Regions from separate parts of the Sus scrofa genome. Here regions 2 and 3 are each linked to region 1. The links are chromatin contacts, called in public Hi-C maps. All regions are on one chromosome and are shown on one strand. Each heading gives the region's core, a stretch centred on a gene start, on an enhancer-like site or on the middle of the called end of the contact. The rest is flanking DNA. Distances are from core to core; before and after follow the strand shown. Region 1 overlaps TRIL (TLR4 interactor with leucine rich repeats). Region 2 holds the start of CREB5 (cyclic AMP-responsive element-binding protein 5). Region 3 overlaps CREB5 (cyclic AMP-responsive element-binding protein 5).

What was found. A called contact is a pair of places that touch in the nucleus more often than the background predicts.
Region 2: a Hi-C map of retroperitoneal adipose tissue shows a contact between it and region 1, with 2.2 times the contacts expected there. The contact joins the promoter of CREB5 here to the enhancer-like site in region 1. A contact is called at or near these places in 11 of 47 Hi-C or Micro-C datasets (embryonic fibroblasts, epiblast stem cells, fetal heart ventricle and 6 more) and 1 of 2 datasets of contacts at active chromatin or transcription factors (skeletal muscle).
Region 3: a Hi-C map of omental adipose tissue shows a contact between it and region 1, with 1.7 times the contacts expected there. The contact joins two enhancer-like sites. A contact is called at or near these places in 10 of 47 Hi-C or Micro-C datasets (alveolar macrophages, brain, embryonic fibroblasts and 7 more).

The regions. Positions count from the first base shown.
Region 1 is chr18:43,812,957-43,816,843 of Sscrofa11.1, reverse strand. The region is part of intron 3 of TRIL (TLR4 interactor with leucine rich repeats); the gene reads right to left. Among named protein-coding and RNA genes, the nearest start is that of TRIL, 89 kb to the right of the region's middle. Within about 2 kb of position 1,638, at least 13 of the 83 cell types and tissues checked have an H3K27ac peak or open chromatin away from gene starts, as enhancers often do. A contact at or near this core is called in omental adipose tissue and retroperitoneal adipose tissue, where this site is marked.
Region 2 is chr18:44,262,330-44,266,216 of Sscrofa11.1, reverse strand. CREB5 (cyclic AMP-responsive element-binding protein 5) reads left to right here and starts at 1,703. Exons shown (of 11, transcript XM_013985749.2): 1 at 1,703-1,820.
Region 3 is chr18:44,140,725-44,144,611 of Sscrofa11.1, reverse strand. All of the region lies in intron 4 of CREB5 (cyclic AMP-responsive element-binding protein 5), which reads left to right. Among named protein-coding and RNA genes, the nearest start is that of CREB5, 120 kb to the left of the region's middle. Within about 2 kb of position 1,636, at least 17 of the 83 cell types and tissues checked have an H3K27ac peak or open chromatin away from gene starts, as enhancers often do. A contact at or near this core is called in omental adipose tissue and retroperitoneal adipose tissue, where this site is marked.

The DNA of each region.
Region 1 (3,887 bases), core at 389-2,888:
CACTTGTACATTCTTAATAGAAGTCTTTACCTGAAGGTAAAACCCAATAAAGTGGACCCTATAATGTGCTGTGGCCTCTATGTTGATTTACCTGTGTTACCCCATCAGCAGAAAGCAACTTTACCAGGTACACACCGCGCTTATATATTTAGGGCATATAAAAATGCATATAAAAGATCCTTTTTTCTTTTTATAAAGAAGGACTGAATTTCATTAGGGAACTTTTTTTTTTCTTTAAAAAGTTCTTTGTTAAGCATGGGATATACCAATTGCAAATAAAGGAATTTATGGCACTGTGCTGATGTTTATAAAGGGAGGGAAAATCCTTAATGTGAGCCTACAATTTCAAAGACAAAAAAAAAAAAAAAAAGCATAAATACAAGCTTTGGCCTTACTCAAATATACACTAGCAATATCTTTCAAAGAGTCTCCTTGATTTCACTGAGATATAAATATTTTTCTAAATGACTCAAAAAGATGTGATTTTATGTAATTGAAGTCTATGAGGAGAGGTCTGGGAACAGACGGCTAAAAATCATTTGGGTTTTTTTGTGGGGGGAAATCCCAATTTTTTTTCTCATCTGAGCATATTTAAACACAGCATCTTTGCACATTTCCTGTAAAAATTTCACAGACCTTTCATAGGTAGGATTCTGTCTCCTATATTTAAGTTTCAGGATTAGTTGCAGTCTTAAAAAAATATTTAATTCTCTTTGCTCTGTGACATGGCTTAATGAATCTAGGTTGAGTTTCTTTAGGAAACATAAGACGCTTCTTGACAACTGAGAAGTCTCCCAGACACTCGTTGCTGTCAGAGTTTTCCAAAACCACACATAAGCTGAGGCCACGAGGTGCCTACATGAGACAAGAAAAGAGCAGCGGCCTCCCTCTCTGACCTTGGTTATGTTTGAGTGAGAAATGTGTTTATTGCTCAGGCTCGCTGGGTGTTTAAACGTCCCTATTGTGCGAATTATGAGTGCTTGGAGCGCAAATTATGAGCACTGCAGCCGCTCTTTATAATTTCGAACTGTCTGATCTACTCTCCTTGTCTTTGTTCACCATCCGCCTTTGAGAACTGCGAAAAGCCAGGCCTGTGATTATTTTTAATAACGCCCATGGCTTTAAAACCTTGGTTGAAGTCCTCTCGTGATTTTCCTTGCTCTCAAAATCTATAGTGCTTTTAATAGCTTTTCATGAAGACTCTGCATCTTTAAGGAGGAAAGAGAAAGGAGAGATGGGTGACATGTGTCAGCTGTGGCAGACATGCTTTTTCATCCCGAGATTAAAAAGACAGAAAACCACGGAAAAGAACTGCGTCTCTGCCTTGGGCCCCTGACTTTAAGGATGTTGGGCTGCCAGTGAGCGGGGCGGTTACGTCGGGGAGACAGGCAGATCCAGCAGCGGGGCTGTGCGCGAAGCGGGGCTCCTGGTCTGCGCCCAGTCGGTCTGTGCGCGCCCACGGGAGGGGACCGGACGCCAGGTGCCTTCCTCTCCGGACGGTGGGCCTTCCGATGTCCGGAGTACTGAGACATGGTGCCCAGGGGGTTCAGGAATGGGACGTAGGGGCCTACAGCTTGAGAGTGAGACACGAGGTACGCCCGGTTTCTTCTCCTTGTCCCCGGGCCACCGCTTCCCTCCCCAGCAAATGCCTCCTCCCATCCTCTACAAAGGAAAGCAAATCTATCAGTTCTTTGCTCCCAGGAGTCCTGTCTGCCCTTCTCCGAAACGTGCACAAAAAAGTGACAGCCTTGGTGGGGATTCTGGGGAAGGAGAAGTCCCCTGGCCAAGGGTCCCAGGTCTCCAGAGTCGCCGCGTCGCAGCACCGGCTGCCTGACGGCTCCAGGAGCCCGGCGGCGTTTTCCTCCGCTCGCGCGCCCTCTGGCGGCGCTATGGAGAAATTCACCACGCGAGGGGGCGTGGCGGAAAATACAGAGCAGCGCTTTGCTTTGAATAGGAAGGAAGGTGGGCGGCAGTTCTGGCGGAGGCGGAGCAATACAAGCAAAGTGGTGGCAGTCTAATAACGTTGGACTGGCCTTCTTCCTCAGTGTCGGGGCTACAGAACCTGAGGTCATGGTTTTCCTCAACAGTATGTTAGTCACCAGTGACTTTCCCCAGACTTTCATGAGATCCCAGATTAAAAGGGGAGAACAAGGAGGTCCCCTGATTTTCAGCACCCTTCTCCCTGCCAGCCCCACCCCTCAGCGCTGTCTCTCCACCCACGGATACACGCACACACCATCTATTTTCTTTACTCAGTCACAGGGTCTCCAACACATTATTCTTACACCCATGTAATGGCTTTTTTGATGTCAGCTTGGCTAAGCTAAAATTCCCAGTTATTCCATCAGACACTGATCCAGATGTGGCTGCGAGGGGCGTTTGCAGATATCATTAGAGTCATGATTCTGTTGGCTTTAAGTAAGGAAGATTATAATGTATGACCTGGGTGGGCCTGACTTAATCAGTTGGAAGCCCTTAAAAACTGGGCTGAGTCTTCCCAGAGACAGGGATGGAGAGACAGAGAAGAAATACTGCCTGGGGACCGAAGCTTCAGCCATGCCCACAGAGCTCTCCACTCTGCTTGTGATCGCTTCCTGATTGCCTCCCTGACAAACTGGGGACTTGCTCAGCCAGCTCTCACAATAGTATAAGCCAACTCCTTGTAATATATCTCTTAATATATATGAATGCATTGGTTGTGTGTCTGGTTGAATCCTAGCTGATACAATTCACATAGACCAAGTCAGAAAAAGTACTAAGGAAATTCACAGTGCCAGATGATTCTACCCCAGTTCCTCCCAAATGTCAGTCTACAGACAGCTTCTGAATGTCTACTGGTGGCAGGGACAAGGCGCTATAAACTGGAGAAGCAACTGAGAGCAGAGCTAACGGGGTTTCTTCCCTTACTTGTGAAGCTCTCTCATGGGTACACACCCAGCTCCACAGGGCAACTCTGAGCTTTTCAAACCTGGACCAGAAGCTAGTTTTAACTAATGCTTTGTTGTGGGTCCTGGTGGCCTGCTTAGAGCCCTGCAAAACTTTAGTAGGAGGAGGACGCCAATGAGGAAAACCAGACAGCAGTCTTTGCCTTGAGGGCCCTCGATCTATCACCACTAAAGGTAAAATGCTCATTTATCTCATTGCCAAACATCCTGAGTCATCCACCCCCACAATGCGTTTTTTTGCACTTACTGTTTCTATATATGGCAAAGGGGTGACACTTACTGATAATGGATCAGGGCTGTAGAATGTTGGCAAAAGCCAACTTAACTCAGGCTGGCAAAGGGGACCCTCCTCTCTAGATTCATCAGCAGAAACACTGGTCTTGAGCCAGATGGAGAAGCCCAGTAAAAGACCTCATTCCTTCTCCTACACCTCCTACCTCTGCCTCAAGGCTCAAGGCCTATCCCATGATGGCAGTAACCCAGTGCATTTCAATCCAACCAGTGTTTAATGAGTACCTTCCATGCTGCAAGTTTACCTTCTACAATCCAGTGTCCTAAAATAGCTTTTGTAATCACCGTTGGCCAGCCAAGGAGTCCCTATATTTAGTAATAACATTCATGGGTATCCTGTTGACTGCACCATGGTTTTTTTTTTTTTTTTTTTTTTTTACCTTTTTGGTTATTTTCCCCTTGATATTCACACCTTCCCTTGGGTTTGGTCAGAACTCTTTCCTAATTTTACGTCCTGTTTGTTTGCTTCCTCTCAGCCCTCTCTGGAAGGATTTTATTCTCAGCCCACTCTTGGGGCTCTCTATTGGTCACCCTGTTGTCTGAACTTATTCCCTCACATCAAAAGATGAACTGTACACCGATGGCCCCATATCTCTCTCTCTGGACGGACCTCTCTCCCGAGCCCATGTGTCCTATTGCTGTAGACACTCG
Region 2 (3,887 bases), core at 454-2,953, 450 kb before region 1:
GAAGAGAACAAATAGGAAACGCAGTGATGAGTTCTGAATCAAGCTGTGGGAAAGGAATAGTCAGCAGTCCCTGTGGTCTCAAGAAACACCAAGAAAGAGAGTTGTTTAAACACTTAAAAAATAGAAAGGAAACACAGAGCTCTTCCATTTAGTATGGCAAAACCAGCTCAGAAGTATGTGACGATCCAGGCAAAGCACGACAGTTTCTAGCCAGTCCAGTCATGATTCTCTGGCAAACTGCACAGTCATGGTTATGATGCATTGGGATGAGAGGTGCTATATAAATGTCAGATGTTACATAAATGTCAGGAATGATTATTGTTTGTTAATGGGGGCTAAACTGTTCCTAAGCAAAGCTTGGACTCCCAGCCAACTCGTCCTCAGCAAAGGTTCTAACCATCAATAACCCATGAGAATGGAAAGCTCCGCCCTGGTTCTAGAAAGGAGTCCAGTTAGGATTTGGAGTTTTAAAACAGGGGCGGGAGTTATCCAGTGGCTTCAGGCCAGCCCCCTAAGCTTCTGGAATTTGCCTTGGCTCCCTGTAAAATGGGGATAATTATAACACCTGCCCTACTTCTCCTTGTGCTGGGTTGTTGTGAGAATCAGGGGAGTTCCACGTGGGTTCCAGTGCTTTGCAAAGTGTGAGCTGCTGCAAGGATGACCGTGGTGCTCTGAGATGTCTGGCATCTCCTGGATTTAGCCTCTGCCTTCCCTTTGAGTCCGACTCACAGAGAGAACATCCGAATGGAAATTAAGCTGGGGATGGCCATGGTGACCTGGCTGATGCTGAAAACACCAGGCTCCTTCTCTCACTGAGCTGTCAGGAACGTACTGCAGACCAGGGCCCCGAATCCTGCATTCCGGCTCTGGCTCTGCCACTTGCCAGCTTATGAGCTTGGGCAAGTAACAGAGGAGGCTCTGGAAGTGAGCGCCAAGGGCCCTTCCGGATCTGACGCTGAGTCTAAATCAGGCTCATCATTTGGCTCTAGCTGTAATTCACCTTTCGCCTGCAGGAACAACGCTCCTTCCAGCTTCTCACACTCATGAAGCAGGGGTCTTGGGAAGGACAGGGGCATCACATTCCAAATGAGTGTGCACAATAAAGAAGTTATTCCTTTGGAGGTGAAATGGGGCGCGGCGGGGGGGGGGGAGGGCCGTGAAAAGGGGTGTCGAGTGAATGCTCTGAGAAGCCAGGATGCAGGGAACACTGTAATGAGGTCACGACTGTCGCAGGCAAAAAGGAGCTGGACATCTGCTGGTGGGGGAAGGGGGAGCGTTCCTCATTTCTGTTTGTAGAAAGTCTCTTCCCGCATTCGTCTGCACCCCCTCCCCACCCTTCCTCTACTCCCCATTCCCACCCTTCCCCTACTCCCCGTCCCCACACCTTTCAAATGCCACCAGGCCCTCCTCACGGGAGAGCCCAGGTCCCTGCCTCCTCCGTGGTCCCGTCTGAAACCGTGACGATTGTTTCCAAGCTGACTCACACCACTAATGTCAGGGAGCCGTGTCACACGGCGCTGGCCTCTGCAAGCTGTTGCTCGCGCGGTCGCCGCTGCCGCCGCCGCTCCCCCGCGGGTGCACCAGAGTCGGCTGGTGGGGCGGTGCGCGGGCGGGGCCCGCCCCCTCGGCGCGCCGGCCCCGCCCCTCCCTCCTCCCCCCACCCCCCCACGGGCCGCAATGATTTAGAAGTTCAGGAATCCCACGTGACGTCACCGGGGGGGTGATGTAATGCACTCTAAATAGAATGTATTGTAATCTTTGCTCAGTCCAACGTGGTCCCTTCACCCGGGCTCCGCTCTTGCCTTCTCCACACTTGTTTGGTAAGTTCCTAAAAATACGGCTCGGCCACTTCTGGGGCTTTTGCATTTAGCCACTTTTGTTGCACTTGCCGCGGGAGCCATCTCGGGAACGTACTTGTTTGCAGGGGCTGGTTCTCGGCAGCAGCCGCGAGGTTACTTGGTCTAGTGGGCAGGTCACAGGGCAAGAAGTAGGGGAAGATGCGATGCATTTTTTTTTTTTTTTTGGAGGATGATCTGTGTTTGTAAACACTCTGGCGGACCAGAGGGAAGTCCGTCCCCCAATGCTGGTGGACCGTGGAATTCGGCTGTGTCCTGAGGCTACCCCAGAGACCCCACGCCGAGTCCGTCCCGGAGCGCGTCTCGGTGGCCGCCGCGCCGTGCGACTGGAGGGATGCTAACGTGGAGCGAGCGCCGTGTCAGCCCCGGCGTGCGTGCGTGTGTGGGAGCGCGCGTGTGTTTCCCTGACACGGGGAACAGTTATGAATCGGGGGTGTGTGTTTGCCTCCAGAGACCTGGCAAGGTGCGGAACCCTCCAGAAGTGCGGTCAAGCGGCGTCAGCGGTGGCGGCAGCGGAGACGGCGAGCCAGGAACCGCCCCCCGCGTCCCCAACTTCCCGGTGATGCGGCGGAACCCCCGGAAAAAGTTTGCAAACTTCCAGCGGGCGCGGCGAGGACGCCGGGTCACCTAGGGGGCGGATGGACGGGCGCGCGGGGGGCTCGCTCCCTCCCCGGTGCTGAGCCTGCTGCTGCCACCTCTCCCGCAGGGCTGCCGGCCCCAGGTGGTGGGCGCGCGCGCCCTGGGAGGGGACGTCGCTCTTGGAGGGCACTTTGCTTTCACTCCGGGCGCGGAGGGCTGGAGAGTGGCGAGGCTCTTCTCGCCTTCATTCCTCCAGCCACCTCTTGCCTCCGTCCGGTTCTCGTTGGCATCATTACCTCTTCTCCGCTGCTGCCCCAAATGACAGCTCCCGCTTTTGCCGCGGCGGCGCGGTGGCAGTTCCCAGGATACGGCGGCGGCGAAGCCCTCTTCTCCAGGCAGATTCTTCAAGGAATCGCTTAAAACTTTTCACGACGGTCTTAGAGGGGCAAGACGCACGAAGCAACCAAAGAGATGTTTTTTCCCCGTCGGCTGCATTTCGCTTTTCTTTTGCTATAGGTTTATTGGGGGGGGTGCTAATCTGGTAGATGAAGCCCCCGATCTTGATCTTGTCCACTCCTCCCTAACTTTCCTTGAACGGGTGCCGCCCCCACTTGAGGCTGGTACAGGGCCGGGAACTCAAGTGGGTCTCTTGTGTATTTCGTTGTCAGAGCCCGCAGAGTGTATGATTTTTATTTTTCCCTCCCTCTCTGACATGTGTCAAGGAATAAAGGCTGGAGACAGGTCCATTACGTCATTCTGCAGGCCGTAAGTGTTTGATTAACAGCTTCAGATACTCAAGGGTTAGGGGCTTAGAAGTGCTGACAAAGCAACTATGCTTTCCATCCCCAGCCCCCACCATACTCGTACAATCGCCGATTCCCTGGGCATCTTTATTACCCTCTCCCTCTGGACCCCTCCTTCTCCGCCCGCTCTCTCCCGCCCATACCGTTATCACTCTGGCCCCGCCTCCGCCTTTTACTGCTTTCCCTGGGGCGGTCACAGTCCCTGGAGCGTGGTGAGAGCTTCTGGCGGCTGAGGGGGGCACAGTACCTGATCTGCGGGCACACAAGCTGCCCTTTTCTATTATTTAAGAAAGGCGCTAGCGAGCCCTCTCCTCTAGGGCAAAAATAACTTAGTCCTGATAGAAAAGGCATCTCAGGAAATGTTTAGAGACGCTACGGTGGATAATACCACGTCCCTGTGTTGACTTAGGAAAACAACACACCCACAGCAAACAAAGTACTTAATTTTACATAACGCCTTCCTCTTTCCTTCCAGCAGTTAGCCGGAGGGGGATGGCGAGGTTGTGCTGACTAAATCAAATTTATCCGAAAGGCTCAAGATTAAACGTTTCATTTCCAAAGTTAGGGAATGTGAGTCTTGGAACCCGAATACTATACAATAAATTGGGGCGTGTGTTACTTTCTTAATCTTAACCTTAAGTTTCTTTAT
Region 3 (3,887 bases), core at 387-2,886, 330 kb before region 1:
TGTGAAAGTAGTGCATCAGCTTCAGAGTGCTATAAAAGTGGTTGTGATTGTAATTATTATTACCTTAACAAATGTCTTTGGTTTAAAAAAAAGCCTTGCTATTGCAGAATCGGTGCGTTCCTCTGGAAAGGATGAAAATGCTATTTCTCTCCCTTCTTTGGCCCTCCTCTGACCCTATCCAGCTCAGAAACTCTTTGGGGAACCTGTACAACTCTATAGGTTATATATGGCCTTTCACTTCCAGGCTGGATCTCAGAGAGGCAATGAGAGGGGAGAGCATCAAGTGTCTTTTCAGTAAGTCCCCATAACCAAGGAAACAGCTTAGTCCTTTTGATGTAACCAACGTGGAGGCAGAGGAATGGGATTGATAAGAAAAGGCCACAGATTCCTGATTCTTCTATGGGAGCCCCTGGAAGACTCTGGTCTGAAGCATGCAGCTGGTTCCCTAACTTCAGTGTGTGCCCAGCTGGCCCCCTGGAAGGAGATGGGTTCCAGTATTGCCAGAATGCAGGGAAGAGGTTGATTGTGAGGCTCAGCAAAACCTGAGGCCCAGGGAGTCAGGCTGCCAGCAGGAGGGAGCCTCCTCAGCATGCCTCTCTGCAGGGAGCCCTGCTGGCAGCAGAAAAGGGTGGATCAGGAGAGTAGGAAAGGAGTGAGGCGAGGAAGAAAAAAAAAATCACAGATGTCCCAAGTTTCCATAATTTTATCAAAAATTTTTCCATGACTCATCTTGTGACTCTTCCCCAAATTTAATATGATAAAAGCACTGCCCTAAGTATAATTAAACTGCAATTATCCAAGACCAAGAGGGTGGTGCATGTTAATCAACCTCTCCCTTCCCTCAATCCACCCAGCCAAGGTGGGAAGAATCAAGAACACACATTTGTCTCTCTCCCTTCTTCCATCCTGATTCCCTTTGTGCTGTGACCCTCTCAAAGGGAGAACAAAATGGAAAGCATTCCAGAATAATTTCCTCCCACTCAAAAGCAGTGAAATAAAGTGAAAGCTGCATAGAGGGAGCTGGAGGACTGTGGTTGGTGCTTGTTTGTTAACTCGGCCCAACTTCAGGATATCAGCTCCAACACGCTTTGTATTACCTTTCTGTAGAGTAATCCTCCAGGGAAGTTGCCTTGAGGGTGGGGGTGTGTGGGACACTGGGTCACAGTGCTGGCTACTTCTTGCTTAGCACTACACGACCTGCCAGGTGTCCTACAGACATTATCTCTTACCCTGATAAGAGGTCCATAAGGCGGGTATCGCCTAACAGTTTTGCCGCTAAGAAAGGAAGCTCAGAAATTCAGCTACTTGTTCTTAGTCACCCAGTGGCAGAGCTGGGATTTGAAAACTCAAGGCAGTCCAATTCCAGAAAGCCTCTCTGACACTGGAAGGAGCAATGGGGAACAGAACAGGAACAAGAGCAGTTCAGAGTCGCTGTTCCTGCTTTTGAATGCCTCCAGACTCTTTGTCACAAGCTCCCAGTCCACCCGACCCTTGTCTTCCACATGACAACCGGGTAAGGAGAGTCATGCTTGACCTGGAAGGTGTTGAAAGACCTGCCGCTGAGTGCAGCTCATCAAAGGGGACCAGGTTCGCCATAGCCGTGACCTGGGAAGGTGCTGTGGTCCAGCTGGACCCCTCTCCAGCTGCTCTGAGGTGGCTTGGGCTGCTGTCCAGACTGCACGAAGCCACAGCCAATGTCAAGGGCTCCTCACGTCCAAGCAGGAAACTGTGACTGAAAAGCTGAAAAAACATATGATCCCATAAAAAGCCGCCTCTGGGGAAACAAGCCATTAGTCAGCCTTATTTATTTATTTTTCCTTCTTGGGGCAGAGTTCAATACAGACGAAGGGGCTGTGATTATCATATAAAAGGCTATGCAAAGTTGCCCTCCCTGTAAGATGCTGAAAAAAGCCTCACCCTGGCCCTTCCTTTACCCTGGCCCTTTGCCACAGTTAACTTTGTTTGTGTTCTTCAGAGTCCTAATGCTTTGACCACGATTGTGATGGCCCATGTCGGAGCACAAGTGTGTCTCAAAATAAACAAGCAGGGTTGGAACTCTCCAGAGCCCCCCTCTCATCTCCACCAGCCTTTCATCCTGCCTGATGACTGAGGCCGGAGGAATGGGGTGTCGGTGGCCTTATTAAGACAAGATCTTGTGCAGGAAAAATGTGCTTAATGAGCTTAGGAAATACCTTGTGGTCATGAAAGAGTAATACAATTTCTGCTTTCTTGGGCGAGAACAGGAAACCTTGACTGTCCACTCTGAGTTTTTGCCAGTTTTACTTGGGAGTGTACTTTTGGAAGGTCAAATGGGTTTTTTGGTTTTTGTTTTTCGGTTTTTTTTTTTTTTTTAATGGGTGGCAGGAAAAAGACAATATAATCTTTTGAGCAAAGCCCCATGGTCAACCCAGGGATGCAAGATAACCATGCCTCCTGTCCTTTAAAGATCTCTTGGTACCAAAGATGTCCAGTTTGGGAATTTTTTCCCCTTTACCCTCTATATTAATTTCCTAGGGCTTCTGTTAACAAAATACCATAAACTAGGTGGCTTAGAACAACGGAGATGTATTTTGTCTCCCAGTTTTAAAGGCTGGAAGTCCAAGATCAAGGTGTCAGCAGGGTTGATTCCTTCTGAGAGCTATGAGGAAGGATTGGTTCCATGCCCTTCTCCTAGGTTCTGGTGGTTTGCCCCAATCTTAGAGTGTTCCTGGGCCTGCAGAAGTATTGCCCGGAGGTCTGCCTTCATATTCATGTGGTGTGCTCCATGTGAGTGTGTCTCCGTCCAAATTTCCCCTTTTTATAAGGACACTGTTAGGTTTGCCGAGGAAGGAATGCCCAAGGCCAAGTTGGTAAAGCAAGAGAGAGATTTTTTTTTTTTATTTTCCCACTGTACAGCAAGGGGGTCAGGTTATCCTTACATGTATACATTGCAATTACAGTTTTTCCCCCACCCTTTCTTCTGTTGCGACATGAGTATCTAGACATAGTTCTCAATGCTATTCAGCAGGATCTCCTTGTAAATCTATTCTAGTTGTGTCTGATAAGCCCAACTCCTGATCCCTCCCACCCCTCCCCCTCCCATCAGGCAACCACAAGTCTCTTCTCCAAGTCCATGTTTTCTTTTCTGAGGAGATGTTCATTTGTGCTGGATATTAGATTCCAGTTATAAGTGATATCATATGGTATTTGTCTTTGTCTTTCTGGCTCATTTCACTCAGGATGAGATTCTCTAGTTCCATCCATGTTGCTGCAAATGGCATTATGTCATCCTTTTTATGGCTGAGTAGTATTCCATTGTGTATATATACCACATCTTCCGAATCCAATCATCTGTCGATGGACATTTGGGTTGTTTCCATGAGCAAGAGAGATTTTTAAGGCATCAAAGGGGCACTGGCTGAGCTCAAGATGGCACCAGCCCTGACTGTGAGGAGGTGCTAGGCTTATAAAGGATCTGTGGTAGAATCTGTGGCTGGAGTTCATGGTGGGAACTTGTGGCAGGAACAATGAAGAAGGAGGAGGGGAAGGTCAAGGGAGGGGCAGGGGGTTGAGTCCCATGGCAGAGAGCAGTTAGTCCTTGTAGGAGGTTGATCTGTGCGGGCAGTTGTTTTCCACAGGCCATGGTTTCTTGCTGCCCAACTTGAGCCTTCACATTCCAGGAGAGGGTGTCCACAGCAGGTCTCCAAGGGGAACAGACCCATTTGGGGTTTGAGGGGGGGTCTCTCTCCATTCAAACATTCGTCGTATTGGTCAGGGCCCCACTCTACCCTATCTTACTTACGTAGTTACACACATCTGCGGCAACCCTGTTTCCTAATAAGGTCACATTCTGAGATACTAGGAGTTAGGACTTTAACCAGTGACTATGGGGAGGAGTGCAATTCAAC